Linked DNA regions of Mus musculus: region 2 is linked to region 1. A link is a contact called in public Hi-C data. All regions are on one chromosome and are shown on one strand. Each heading gives the region's core, a stretch centred on a gene start, on an enhancer-like site or on the middle of the called end of the contact. The rest is flanking DNA. Distances are from core to core; before and after follow the strand shown. Region 1 holds the start of Lingo2 (leucine rich repeat and Ig domain containing 2). Region 2 has its middle 13 kb from the start of Gm42272.

What was found. Hi-C and Micro-C count contacts between places; a contact is called where the count stands out from the background.
Region 2: a Hi-C map of cortical neurons shows a contact between it and region 1, with 7 times the contacts expected there. The contact joins the enhancer-like site here to the promoter of Lingo2 in region 1. A contact is called at or near these places in 2 of 39 promoter capture datasets (cranial neural crest and hippocampal neurons), 7 of 484 Hi-C or Micro-C datasets (cerebral cortex, cortical neurons, forebrain and 2 more) and 4 of 115 datasets of contacts at active chromatin or transcription factors (embryonic forebrain, forebrain, neural progenitor cells and 1 more).

The regions. Positions count from the first base shown.
Region 1 is chr4:36,949,454-36,955,516 of GRCm38.p6, reverse strand. Lingo2 (leucine rich repeat and Ig domain containing 2) reads left to right here and starts at 3,773. Exons shown (of 8, transcript NM_001165999.1): 1 at 3,773-4,436. Gm12371 (predicted gene 12371) reads right to left here and starts at 2,551. Exons shown (of 2, transcript NR_151511.1): 1 at 2,387-2,551.
Region 2 is chr4:39,696,595-39,702,657 of GRCm38.p6, reverse strand. No RefSeq gene overlaps it. Among named protein-coding and RNA genes, the nearest start is that of Gm42272, 13 kb to the left of the region's middle. Within about 2 kb of position 3,142, at least 3 of the 459 cell types and tissues checked have an H3K27ac peak or open chromatin away from gene starts, as enhancers often do. A contact at or near this core is called in cortical neurons, where this site is marked.

The DNA of each region.
Region 1 (6,063 bases), core at 2,524-5,023:
AGAGGGCCTCAAATTCTGTGAGGCTTTAGTTAACCACTGAATCATCATAATAGCCACATTTTTATAATTTATTTACATACTGAAAATGCAAAATAGAATTCCATTCTACATTTTTACACATGGATAACAAGATGAAAATAAACAATGAAAAGTTACGAATAACGATAAAGACATTGTAACCTGAGCCCTAATCTCTTCAGTTGACACCTTAGCATTTCATATTCTGAGGGGAATAATGGCAAGAAATGATGGTCATGTTTTAAACTGGAATAGGAAAAAGTTAACTCTTTCAGTATTTCTTTTTTTTCTTTTTTTTCCATTTTTAATTAGGTATTTAGCTCATTTACATTTCCAATGCTATACCAAAAGTCCCCCATACCCACCCACCCCTCTTTCAGTATTCCTATAAGACAAGTAGGAACCAAGAAAATTGCATAAAATGAAACTTATTGTAAATTATCATACCATTTAATTCTGCATTCATCTTTTGCCTGTAGCACCATAGTCTAAATTTAAATATAATAAAATGGTCCCCTTTAACTCTGAATAACCACAAATGTTTGTTCCTGAATGATAGAAATGAGCAAGACAGTTAAAAGTAAAGACTTCATAATAGAGTGGGCATAGGTTCCATGCGTACTTATTTATGACAAAATAGTTTCATTACCTCTGACAAATTTGCATAAGCATCAGTTTTCCTGTCATCTGAGAACACAGAGCATCACTAAATTGATGTACACAAATCACATGGCAAAACAGTTACTTGTCACTCCATTATCTCCAGGTTTGTTCTCCATGGAATTCTTTACTAGGTGTCAAGGAAACCAAATCATAACACACAGTCCACCATCCTTGCTCTCCTTGTACACCATGGTGTAGGAAATATTAATAAAGGAACATTTTTAATATGTAACAAAGCCATATCTTAATTGGATAGCTGTTTTGCTCCTGGGGAGTTAAACACTAGAGTAATCTTGAAGAATGAAAATTCCAAGTCAGGCTACATTGAAACAGACACACCATCTATGCAGAACACTATTTCCCCTTTTCAAAGAATGTGAAGAAACACACACACACCGGAAGGATGCTGTTGCTATAATCTGGCATTGGAGTCTATAGGATCTGATGGTGCTTTCAAGTTTCAACCCTTTTCCTCAATTCTGCAGAAAGATATTTAGATATTTAAAATAGTATAGAAGAAATGGTATAACTCTTCTAAACCAGAAATTGGCTTTGTTTGTTCTCCCATTAAAGTGAAATGTGAAAGTTGATGGGGAAGAGAAAAGGTGTGGCTTTTATTTCCTTTCATTTTGCATAAAGAATAACAGGTGTGCTTAGTTTTTCAACAACCCAGCATATTGCAGAACTTTTATTTTCACGGGAGGGGTGAATGAATGACTGTTTATTGCAGGTAGGCAGTAAAGATGCAAGTTTTTCAAGTGGCTGCAGGTGCTTAACTGCCTGTCAAGAATACTCTACTCTGTGATTATCGATGCTCCTCACACATCCTGTAATCCCAAACTCAAGTAAAAATACTCCTCTCCTTGGAGTCTTGGGCGGGCACTATGTGGCACCCTTGGAACAATCCACTTAGCATGCATGAAAATGACCTACTTTACTTTTTAAAAGAGGCATTAGTAACAGCTTTCATGTCAACAGTAGCCAGGAAGATCTCCTCAGTCCAGAACCTTTCTGAAGAGCTGTATGCTCAACAAAGGAATCATTTGATCTTTGCAATGCACGTCCAGTTTTGTTAATTGAAAGAGCTATACAATGAAAGGATTGCCTTACGTAAAACTGTTCATTATAACCCGTAGCCCCAATTCAGTAACCACAACAGTCACTTATTAAAGAAAGAAAACAATTACAGTTCAGAAAAGTCCCAAACCTATGACCAGAACACAATTCATAGATAACACCAAGTTCAAAACCAGCTTAACATTCCCCACTTAAAACACTGTTGGAAATGCAGGTGCCCAAAACACACCCTAGCATATCAAACCGAAATCAGTTGTATTCTTATTTTCAACTGCTTAGCATTGCTCCAGATTTCTCTCTTTCTTCACCTAGACTCCCTCCTTGGGTGGGTTAGCTTCTAGCTCTTCCCTTCACTGCACAAGGAAAGTCAACACTGAACTCAAACATGCAGACTCTGTTGGTGCTGTTCCTTTAGCAGCAGAGCAAATAGCTTGTGGTTCATTCCTTCCAAGGGGCAGTTTCCGCATCATCCCCAAACTCAGGAAGAATGTAAGGAAGTGATTCTGCCTGGTTGTCTCACACAGGATTCAACACGCTGACTCACTCAAGAAACTCAGACTGCACTCATGCTTTCAGAATGACACTCGACCGGACCCTGCATACTGCATGGTTGTTACTTCATCCTTACCTTAACATGCTTGGCTACTCAGGCAATGAATAGCGTGGTCGCAGCTCCTAACAACACAAGTTTCTTCTTTTGCTCAAAATCCTCCTCCCTTCCACTATTGCAACCTACAGTTTCTCCTCCAAGTGCTCACATACTGTATTTTCTTATTCTCAGCCAGCCAGCTTCTAACTCAACTGGGAAAGGACCACTCAAAATACCCTGGATCTTGAGAGAATAAGCTCTTGTAGAAACAGCGGGGGAGTGGCGCACGTCCCTCCTGCAAAGGGTCCTAGCGCCATCTCTATGCAGTATCACTTTTCGTTTTCTGTCTCTATCCACAGAGATTTCGGAAAGACATTGAAAGAGAAACCTGCAGCCTCCCAGCCTTTCCAGTACTTGGGAAACAGAATAATTGCAGCAAAGCTTTGGTGAACTCGAGCGCGGCATATAAAGAAAAATCAGGGTTCCAAATAAAGGAACAAAATAAAACAATCAAGAAACCATCGTAGCAAAAGTTTCCGTTTTTTTCCGGAATGATTTCCTGCTCTCCAGTCCAAGCAAGACAAACTTCCAGAGGGTGGATTCTTTGCAGGGACTTCTGGCGGATCTCTGATTTCTTCACATTGTGGTTTAGCGGGCCCATTTGTGCAGTAACCAGGCATCCCTGCCTTAAGTACTGAGTAAGTGCAGTAGGAGCTACCAGGAGACATATTCCACAACCTCTTGCCAAAATTTTGGAAAGGGAAACTAAATGGGCTGAATCTCCATGCTGCCCCATCCCCACACCTTTCTCCCGCTGAGTCTTTCGCTTGCTACCATCCAGTTTTTAATAAAAGCAGAAAACCTGAAATGAGTCCTGATCCAAAAGCTGCCTAACACAAGTCCCTGAGCAGTTCTTTGCAAGAGCATGTAAGTGAACTTCAGGAGCTCTTTGAGACAAAGTTACACCGGGAATGAGCACAAGGGGATGTCGCAAGATTCTGTTCAAGAAATGATGCCCAGGCTCTTCGGTTTAAAGGATGTCAAGGAGCCCCTTTCTCCTTAGGAAGGTGTAGCAGACACTCCACCGAAGAAGGGCTCTGGTGCCCCGGAAGGGTGGTGATGGGAAAGTGTCTGAAGTCCTGCTCTCTCCACGTTCAGGGTACCTGGAGAAGAGCTGACCACAGGAAACAGCCAGAAGTGGAGACTCGAGACAGGGCGGGGAGATGGGAGGTGACAAATCGGACTAAAGTACTCCTTTAACTGTAGAGGAGGGACGATGTCGCCAGCCTACCCATTCTGGGAACCCCCGGTGAAGGCTTTCTTCTGGCTCTCGCCTGTGGCCTGGGGCCGCGATCGCGAGGCTGGGCGTGCGTGTTGGTGCGCGCGCGCGGGAGTGTGCGTGTGAGCGGTGCGTGTAAGCCGGGCGTGTGTGCGCGCAGTCCGCGCGCTGAGTGTGGCCGCCGGGACCCAGCAGCCCGCCGCCCGCCCGGTGTCTCTCCTTCCCAGCTCCTCAGCCACCTCACAGGGCCTTCCACCACCCATCCCTTGGCTTTCCGGCCTCCGCTCAAAGTTTCCTTGGCGCAGACGCTTGGGCGCAAGGGCTGTAGCCAAGACGCCTTGGTGGTGGAGCGCGATCCTCGGCGTGGCTCTGCTGCCAGCACCTGCTCTGCACCGAACCTGCCTGAGCGCAGGTTTTCTTCCCACTTGGCGGGAGCAGGGGGAGGGGTGCGGTGGCGAGAATCAGAGAGGAGCCCCGGCTCCTGACGGCGTACCCAGCTTGGCTATCCGACGCATCTGTGGGGTCACGGAAGAAAACTGGATCCGCAGCCAAGTTGCCTGAGCAGGGACAGGGAAGGTTTCCACGGCCATCCAAGGTTGTCCCTGTATCAGTCGCCACAGGCGTGAGGGTTTGGAGACACCTAGACTGTCAGGGCTTTAGAACCGACATTCCCTTCCTGACCCCTTTGAAAGGAAAAGCTGACAGAGCTGAGGCAGGAGGACGCCTAAAGAAGCCCGGAGACTCCTGTGAGCTTCATCCTCCTTGGCTTTGGATTTTAAGGACACGAAGGGGCATGAACAACATGTCAAGGTAAGAGACCGCAACCCAGCCGCTTGAATCTCCTGAGAGAATAACTTAAAATAGATGCTGGGATGCGGCGGGGGTAAGGTAAGTTACATGGAACCCCCTGGGCTGTTGTCACGCAGCTGCACAACCCGTGTGAATGGCTCCCGGCTGGTAAGTGGAAGACCAGCCAGACCAGCCGGTGCAGATGGTTGAGAACCGGTCGGCAAAAGGGAGTGTCCTTTCTGCACACTTCTGGATACCTACTGGGAACTGCATCTGGAACTGGATCTTCTGTCCAGGCTGATTTACATCTGGGCTTGGCTCTTGTTTTGTTTTGATTTTCTGTTCTGGTAAGGTGTTTCTCTAGCTCCTCACACCTATCCCATCCTTGCGATAGGGAGCAGTGGGCCCGGGTCTTGTCAAGAATTGAGTGGCAGGTGAGGATGGAGCAGGCTGGCGGGATGCAGAGCTCGGGAAGTGCACAGGGCGGCCGGGTCTGCCCTTGCAGCAGCCGGCGTCGGAGCACAAGCTCCGCGGGTAAACTGCGGTTCGCTTGGCCTCCGCTAGAGGCTCCCAGCGGGCGCGGCGGAGCCGGTGGGTGTGGGGGCGCCGGGCGGTGGAGTGGTTGCTCGACGAGCGAGCCTGGTGGCTGAGGCGGCGCGGCATAGGGGGTCCAACCCAGCCTGGGCGGGAGACGTGAGCCCGAGTCCCGGCGCACCACCCAGCTGGGCGCCCCGTCTTCGGGAGGCGAGTCGGAACCCAGGCTGTGCTCTGGAAAGCGGTGCGGGGAGCCAGAGCCACTTCGGGGATGCAACCATAGTCAGCGCCCTGAGGGCATCCCCAGGAGGTAAAGCCTCTCTCTCCCCTTCCAACCCAACCCAAGGTCTTCTCAGGTCTCAAAGGGCAACAAGGGAAGGGTGGGAGGTAATCTGTGAGGTCCCTTTCTAAGGAGCCTTTCCGTTTTCTCTGTGGCTTTCTGGGGATCATATGAACTAATCCTTGGTTTTGCCTGCTACTCTGGACACTTGCTTCCTTTAAAGGCAAGTTTTGTGTCTATTTTAAAAAAATGTTTCCTACTTAATATAATTTTGTTGCCAGAGAGTGCCCAGTGGCTGGCCATCACTAATTGCTTGGAGCTCAGCAAGGCGACCTGCTAGGTCCCCTCTGAGCTGAGATGGACCAGAGTGCAAAATCCCAGGGTTGGGGTGTGGTGAAGAAAAGGGAGTACCACACCCTCTGCTCTCCCTCCCCTTTCCTTGTCACCTGCTTGGGAAGTCGCCCATTCAGCCTTTGACTGAGCTCCTAGCCCAAGGGACCTTCTCTGAGAACAGAGGAAAGCTGTTGTAAGACTTAGAGAGTAGGGTAAAGGATGAGTAGGGATTCATGCCCAGAACATGGAGGGGTGGAAGAATGGTGAAGTTAAGGCAGTGGAGAAGGTGGGGGCAGGTTGTTGGGAAAGGGCCTTGAGTTCAGATTATTTGTGGAAGCAAGATTCTTCACATTTCACAGTGCCTTTGACATTTTCTAGTATTTTCAAAACCACAGATCTCTCTGATAAGTACTCACTTAGCCGTGGTGGACAATGGGTATATTTAACTGTAGTGTATAAGCCACAAAAAAACGTAAATATATATTTAAGATGTTGTGCATA
Region 2 (6,063 bases), core at 1,893-4,392, 2.7 Mb before region 1:
TATGAGATTTATAAGAATAGGGGGAAAGGGGTATGTGAATAGGGATTAGCCTTGCATTTCTAGGAACAAAGGGAAAAACATAAAAGTGTGAGCAAAAGAATTAGAGGGCAGAGCATTAGCAAGGGCACATGAACAGGAGCAGAACTAGAGGAAAAGACTTATTCTTTCTTATTTTTTATTTAATCTTTTTTTTCACTCCAGATTTTATTCCCTTCCTGGTCCACCCTCTGACCATTCCCCATCCCATACCTCCTTCCCACTGTCTCCATGAGGATGTCCCCAACCCCTACCCCACCAGACCTCTAAACTCCCCAAGGCCTCCAGTCTCTTGAGGGTTAGGTACATCTTCTCTGACTGAACCAGACCCAGCAGTCCTCTGCTGTCTATGTGTTGGGGTCCGCATATCAGCTGGTGTATGCTGCCTGGTTGGTGGTCCGGTGTTTGAGAGATCTTGGGGGTCCAGGTTAATTGAGACTACTGGTCCTCTGACTAGGTTGCCCACATCCTTATCTTCTTCCAGCTTTTTCCTAATTCAACCACAGGGGTCAGCTGCTTCTGTCCATTGGTTGGGTGCAAATATCTGCATCTGACTCTTTCAGCTGCTTGTTGGGTCTGTCGGAGGGCAGTCATGATAGGTCCCTTTTTGTAAGCACTCCATAGCCTCAGTAATAGTGTCAGACCTTAGGGCCTCTCCTTGAGCTGGATCCAACTTTGGGCCTGTCACTGGGCCTCCTTTCCCCCAACCCCCGGCTCCTCTCCATTTCTGTCGCTGCAGTTCTTTCAGACAGGAATAATTAATTACAAGTGAGAGTTTTGATTATGGGATGGTAACCCCATCCCTCACTTGATGCCCTGTCTTTCTGCTAGAGGTGTGCTCTACAAGTTTTCTCTCCCCAGTGTAGGGCAGGAAAAGACTTACTATACGAATTTGACTCTACCTAATTTCAGAGAAGAAAAGTTTTCTTGGTCATGTGGGGTAGGGGTGGGGCAGTTGTTTTTCAGAAAAGACACCAGAAGCCAAATATTCCAGGGTCACCCTGTGACCATACAAAGAGAGTCTGTAGAGAGACCAGTGTGCAAGTGTTGTCTTGAGAAGGCAGGACAAGCTGAGTGTGCCAGGTCTTTCTGCATCTGTCATGCTCACACCTGTTACCATAAAGACTATCAGAGACTACTGCTCACATCTATCACTTTTACACTTATCTAGATTTGAAGTATGTTCTTTTATTGGTATTAGGAAGGTGAAATAATTTTTCAAATCTCTCTTTTTTTGAGGAGTTTTTGGAGACTATCAGAGACTAATGGCCAGTGCTTAAATTTTACTGTCTGGAGCTCAGACAGGTTCCTCACTGGCATGTTCATCACTGGCAGTTCTCCATGTTACAATAAGCCTTCTGAAAGTTGGACTTTGCAGTGTTAGCAAGTTGGCAGATACCAATTCACTAGCCTACCCCAGTAGGCAAACGGAAGGAAAGTTGTGGAAACTCAGGAGAACAAAGGAATGCATGCATAGTAAGTCAGATGAATCCAGTGGATGACCAAGGAGGAGGGGCATAGAATTTGCTCAGGTTTTAAGTATGTGCAACAGAAATGAGGAAAGCTACAAGCAACATGTCAAACCAAGCTCCCAGAATTATAGGTGGTTTGTATACTAAAGAGAAAGGAGACTCGAGAGTAAGTAAGGATGACTGCCATGAACATTTAAATGTAATGCTTTAGTATATGATGGAGATTTTTAGTGAATTGTCTGGTATTCATAACAAGCAAAGCTGGAAAGGTGATATTCAAACACAGGGTTAATGTCTCACTATTCAAGCTTGGCCTGAGCTCATAAGAGAATATGTCTGTTTACAGATGTGTCTCACCATGTCACGGCGGGCTTTGGGCACACATAGTATAAGTAGTTAAGGTAACAAATAAATCTAGTAAACTATGCATCCTAAGAAATGTGCTTTTACAATGCTAGTTTTGGACTGAGAACTTAGACTGTGTGGATATCCATATCAAGACCTGACCTGCACCTCACACCTTTTCTTTTCTTCACTCCTGGTTCTGTCTTGCATACAGAGTCTATAGACTTGAAACTCTCTAGTCTACACACCCAGCCTTTATCTAAGCCTTCTTAGCTGCCTTTAGTTTAAGGGGGCATATCTGATCAACAACAGACATCTATCTGAGAAGGAGGGGGGGCCAGGAGGGAGGGAGAGATCTCACAACCTATGAATAGTCTCAGGAGGGTTTAGGTGGAAAATTCAGATTCCCAAGTACTCCAAATTGATTCTAGAAAAAAGAGGGTTGATTAGCATTTTGTACCTTATGAGCCACACCTCTCGTTCTTACAGCCTTCTTCTTCCCTTAGGAATGGGCACAGCTGGGGTGGGTCCCCAGGCAGGCAGAGCTACCATTGCTTGGGTGAGTAAGGTTAGCGCTGTAGACATTTGGCCTTGCTAGTGTGGGTGATAAGAATGACTTTATCTGTCTTCTTTTGCAAAACCAATCATTTTAACTTTTGCAACACTCTTTGATCAGCTCAGAAGGCAGTAGCTGAGTGGCTGACAAGGCCATCTCTAACTCTTCTAATGCCCAGTTTCCTCCCTCCTTCTGCTCCTTCCCCATTTCTTGCTCCTCCCACTCTACATTTCTAAAATATACATTAAATTACAGACTGTCTCAGTCAGTACCTTATTGCCGTGGAGAGACACCATGGCCACTGGCATCTCTTATAAAGGAAAGCATTTAATTGGGGCTGGCTTACCAGTTCAGATCCTCACAGCAGGGATGATGGTGGCTCTCAGACATAGTAGCTGAGAGTTCTGCAGCTGGATCCACAGGCAGCATGAAGAGAGTGACTCTGAGCTTGGCATAGGCTTTTTGAAAACACAAATCCTGTCCCCAGTGACACACTTCGTCCAGCAAGCCCACACCCTGATGACTAAGCATTCAACTATATGAGCCTATGGGGGACATTTTTATTCAAACTGCCACGCAGGTAAAGAGAGAGGACATTTTAAAGTCAAGTACGAGTTTAAACCAGTAGGCATATTCTAGTTTCCTTTTAATGTTGGGGCTGTGTTTACTACATGGGAGGAACTGCAATCTTCTCAGCAGATGCTTAAAAATGAGCCAGGAAGAAAAGAACAGAACTCATTTTATTGTAAATCAGCCTGCCAGCATCCTCTCTGGAGTCTGAGCCAATAATTCATGCAGAGTGATGCTACTTTTAAAATTGTTTCATGGCCTTCATCTTGAGAAATAGCCCAGGTTCCAACACACTTCAAAATTTTTTTAAAAAAGAACCTAAGCCACCAGGGCCTCAACGCATGGAAGGGCATCATCTCAATATCAACAGAACTTACAAAAATGCCTTGTTCCTTAAATCAACAGAAATTGGACAAGAGGAAAAAATTAATTGCTTTTTGATGTTGGCATAGCTGATGCAGGCTGTGGTAAGAATACATAGAGCATTGGGTTCCTGTATTCAGGGTTCACTGGCAGTTTGGAGGGCCAAAGACACAAAGTACATAAGATATAAAATTGGTCAGAGACCCTTTGAGAATTAGAATTCTTGCTTAAAGTATGATAAATGATATTTTTTTACCTAATCAACCTTGCTTCTGGGAACATAATAATAGACGCAGAAGTCAAAGACCAAACAGAAGCTTTAAAACTCGAGTTTGAAAACCCTTCCACAAAGTCATCATAGTACTAAACATATTAATTTATTCTCTCTTATAAGGAACTCCTACTGCTAAATTGTAGATACCAGTTGTTGAAGACACTGTAAGATTTAACCTTGTTTTTAAATACAGTAAGAAATTAACTCATTTTTTATGACCCACAAGTCATTCAGAACTGTATTAAAAACAGAACAAAACCTTTAGGTAAATACATATTTTCAGTCAAAAATATTAATAAAACTAAGACCCTCCTTAATGAAATTACCTAATTCTCCAGTATGGACGCTAAGTGCCATTGATATGCAGATGTACCAGGAAGCCATAATGCTGGTAGTAGATCAGGCCTTAGATATGTTCTGCATTTATGGTCTTTACATCTGACTGATGATCTAAAGAGATGCTTCTCAGACCTTAGTGTGTATTCTAATCCCCTCGGGGGTCTTGTTGAAATGAAGGTTCTCTAGATCTTGGATGATTGAAATCTTCTCCTAGGCTGTTGGGTGATGTGTCATAGTGACAAACGCCCAGAGCCTCATGTCAAACTACAGATAGATGCTGAAGGGTCATTTCCAGAGAGTCCACCTTAGTTTAGTAGAACTTAAAACCCCTACCCCCAGAGGTGAGGAAACTGATGCTTGAAGCAGGCAAGTCGGGTAATGGAAAGTATCGCCATTAGTGGTCAAGTCCGAAGTAGGATAAAGGTCACCAAGTCTCAGTTCATCGTTCTTTCTCCTGTGTTGTAATCCCTGTCCTAAATGGGAGAATCTTCTGTGCTTTATAGTCAAGGATGTCCCTTGGGCAGTAGTGAGGGTTCTATGGTAGGAAGGACTTCATGAGGGAATATCACGGCTTGTGGTTTCCATCCTGTAGTTTGCAATAACTTTATCTTAGATGAGGGAAAAAGTTTGTAGTCCGAGTTCAGGCATTATCTTGCCTCCTGAAGCTCCCCTGTCTCCCAGGTAACGATCAGCTACCTGCCATATACTGGTGGTATTTTCTTCAGGCCCCTGTGTACTTGCTGTAGGCTGTATTAGTTAGAGGGCCCTTTTTATAGTACCTTTTGATGGATTAATTCTGAAAAGGGAACCCAGACACTAGATCTAGGAATTCCCTTCAAGGCTCTGAATTTCTTCCGGTTTTGTGGAAAAACTGCAGAAGCCTTCAAAGTTTCCAGCTTTTCCACATGGTGGCGCTGTTGGCTTCTATTTCCAGTTCGCTCCTGTTGGGTTGATGCTGACCATGAGCCAGCTGGCCTCGTTATGATGGCTGGTTGCCCAAAAATGGAAGTGCTGCTCTTTCTGTTAGGAATATCTTGACAAGGTACTGCTTTGTGGAAGGAACTGCAACCTTTTCCCTGCTACCAAAGGACGAGGAACATCCTTGAACTTCAATAACAGGTTTTTTTTTTCTATCCCCCCCCCCCTCTTATTTGTGTGCCATAATGAATGAGATTGCACGGGGGCATCTTTCTATAGGGATACCTAACCACCTGTGCCTTGAAGTAAAGAAGGGTGGTTCAAGTCAAGCTTACGTGCTAGTCATTAAGACCACATGCACAGAGAGCTTTTTGAGCAGAAGAAACCAGGACGTGACTACCAGGCCGCCTAGCAGGATGCATCCTCAGATGGAGATGTTATCTTAGTCCCCTCAACCAGAATGGTGTCTGTCTGGTAGTCTATAGAATAATTAATTTTTAGTTTCTTTCTAAATGCAATCTGGTGACTTCCAGCCCCAGCAGGAACTGGCCTGATCACTATGAGGGAACAACAATGACAAGAGGAAACTACTGGAGTTTTAATACTCACTAGACATGGTACATAGTGTGTTTGATAGTAGGGGGAGAGGGCTTCTCTTGGAATAAATCAGTAAAGTAGTAAAGATCTGTATCCAAAGTGATTTGTAGTAATCACAGAGTATCAAGACTGAGAACGTTTCTAAGGATGATGAAAGGCCCCTACACTGTAAATCCTTTGCAGCTTTTTTCTTCAATTGTCTTCATTAACTACCTAATAAACTCTCTGTGATTTATGTTCTCTGTGAAGTGTTTGTGTTGTGCAACTATTTCCTCTGAATTTAAACATTTCCTCTTAGAGGAAGTCTCTCTTCATCTCATTCAGTAAAGAAAGTTTAAAGCCCCTCCCTTGTATCCCCTCCCTCAACATTGACTAGTCTAGTAAGTCTCAGGAAGTAAACAAATCTGAGAAGTTTTAGGAAGTTCCTGAAACTTACAAGAGTCAGGATTTCCTTAAGATTATATGAGTGGTAACTATTGATGTGGAGAAGAGATTCTTTCAATGGTTGAACTCCTACAAGTCCTGTACATGTTTAGTTACTATCAAACATGCTCAGTTCCCCTGAGAATATATCTGTGGCAGAAATTCTTGTC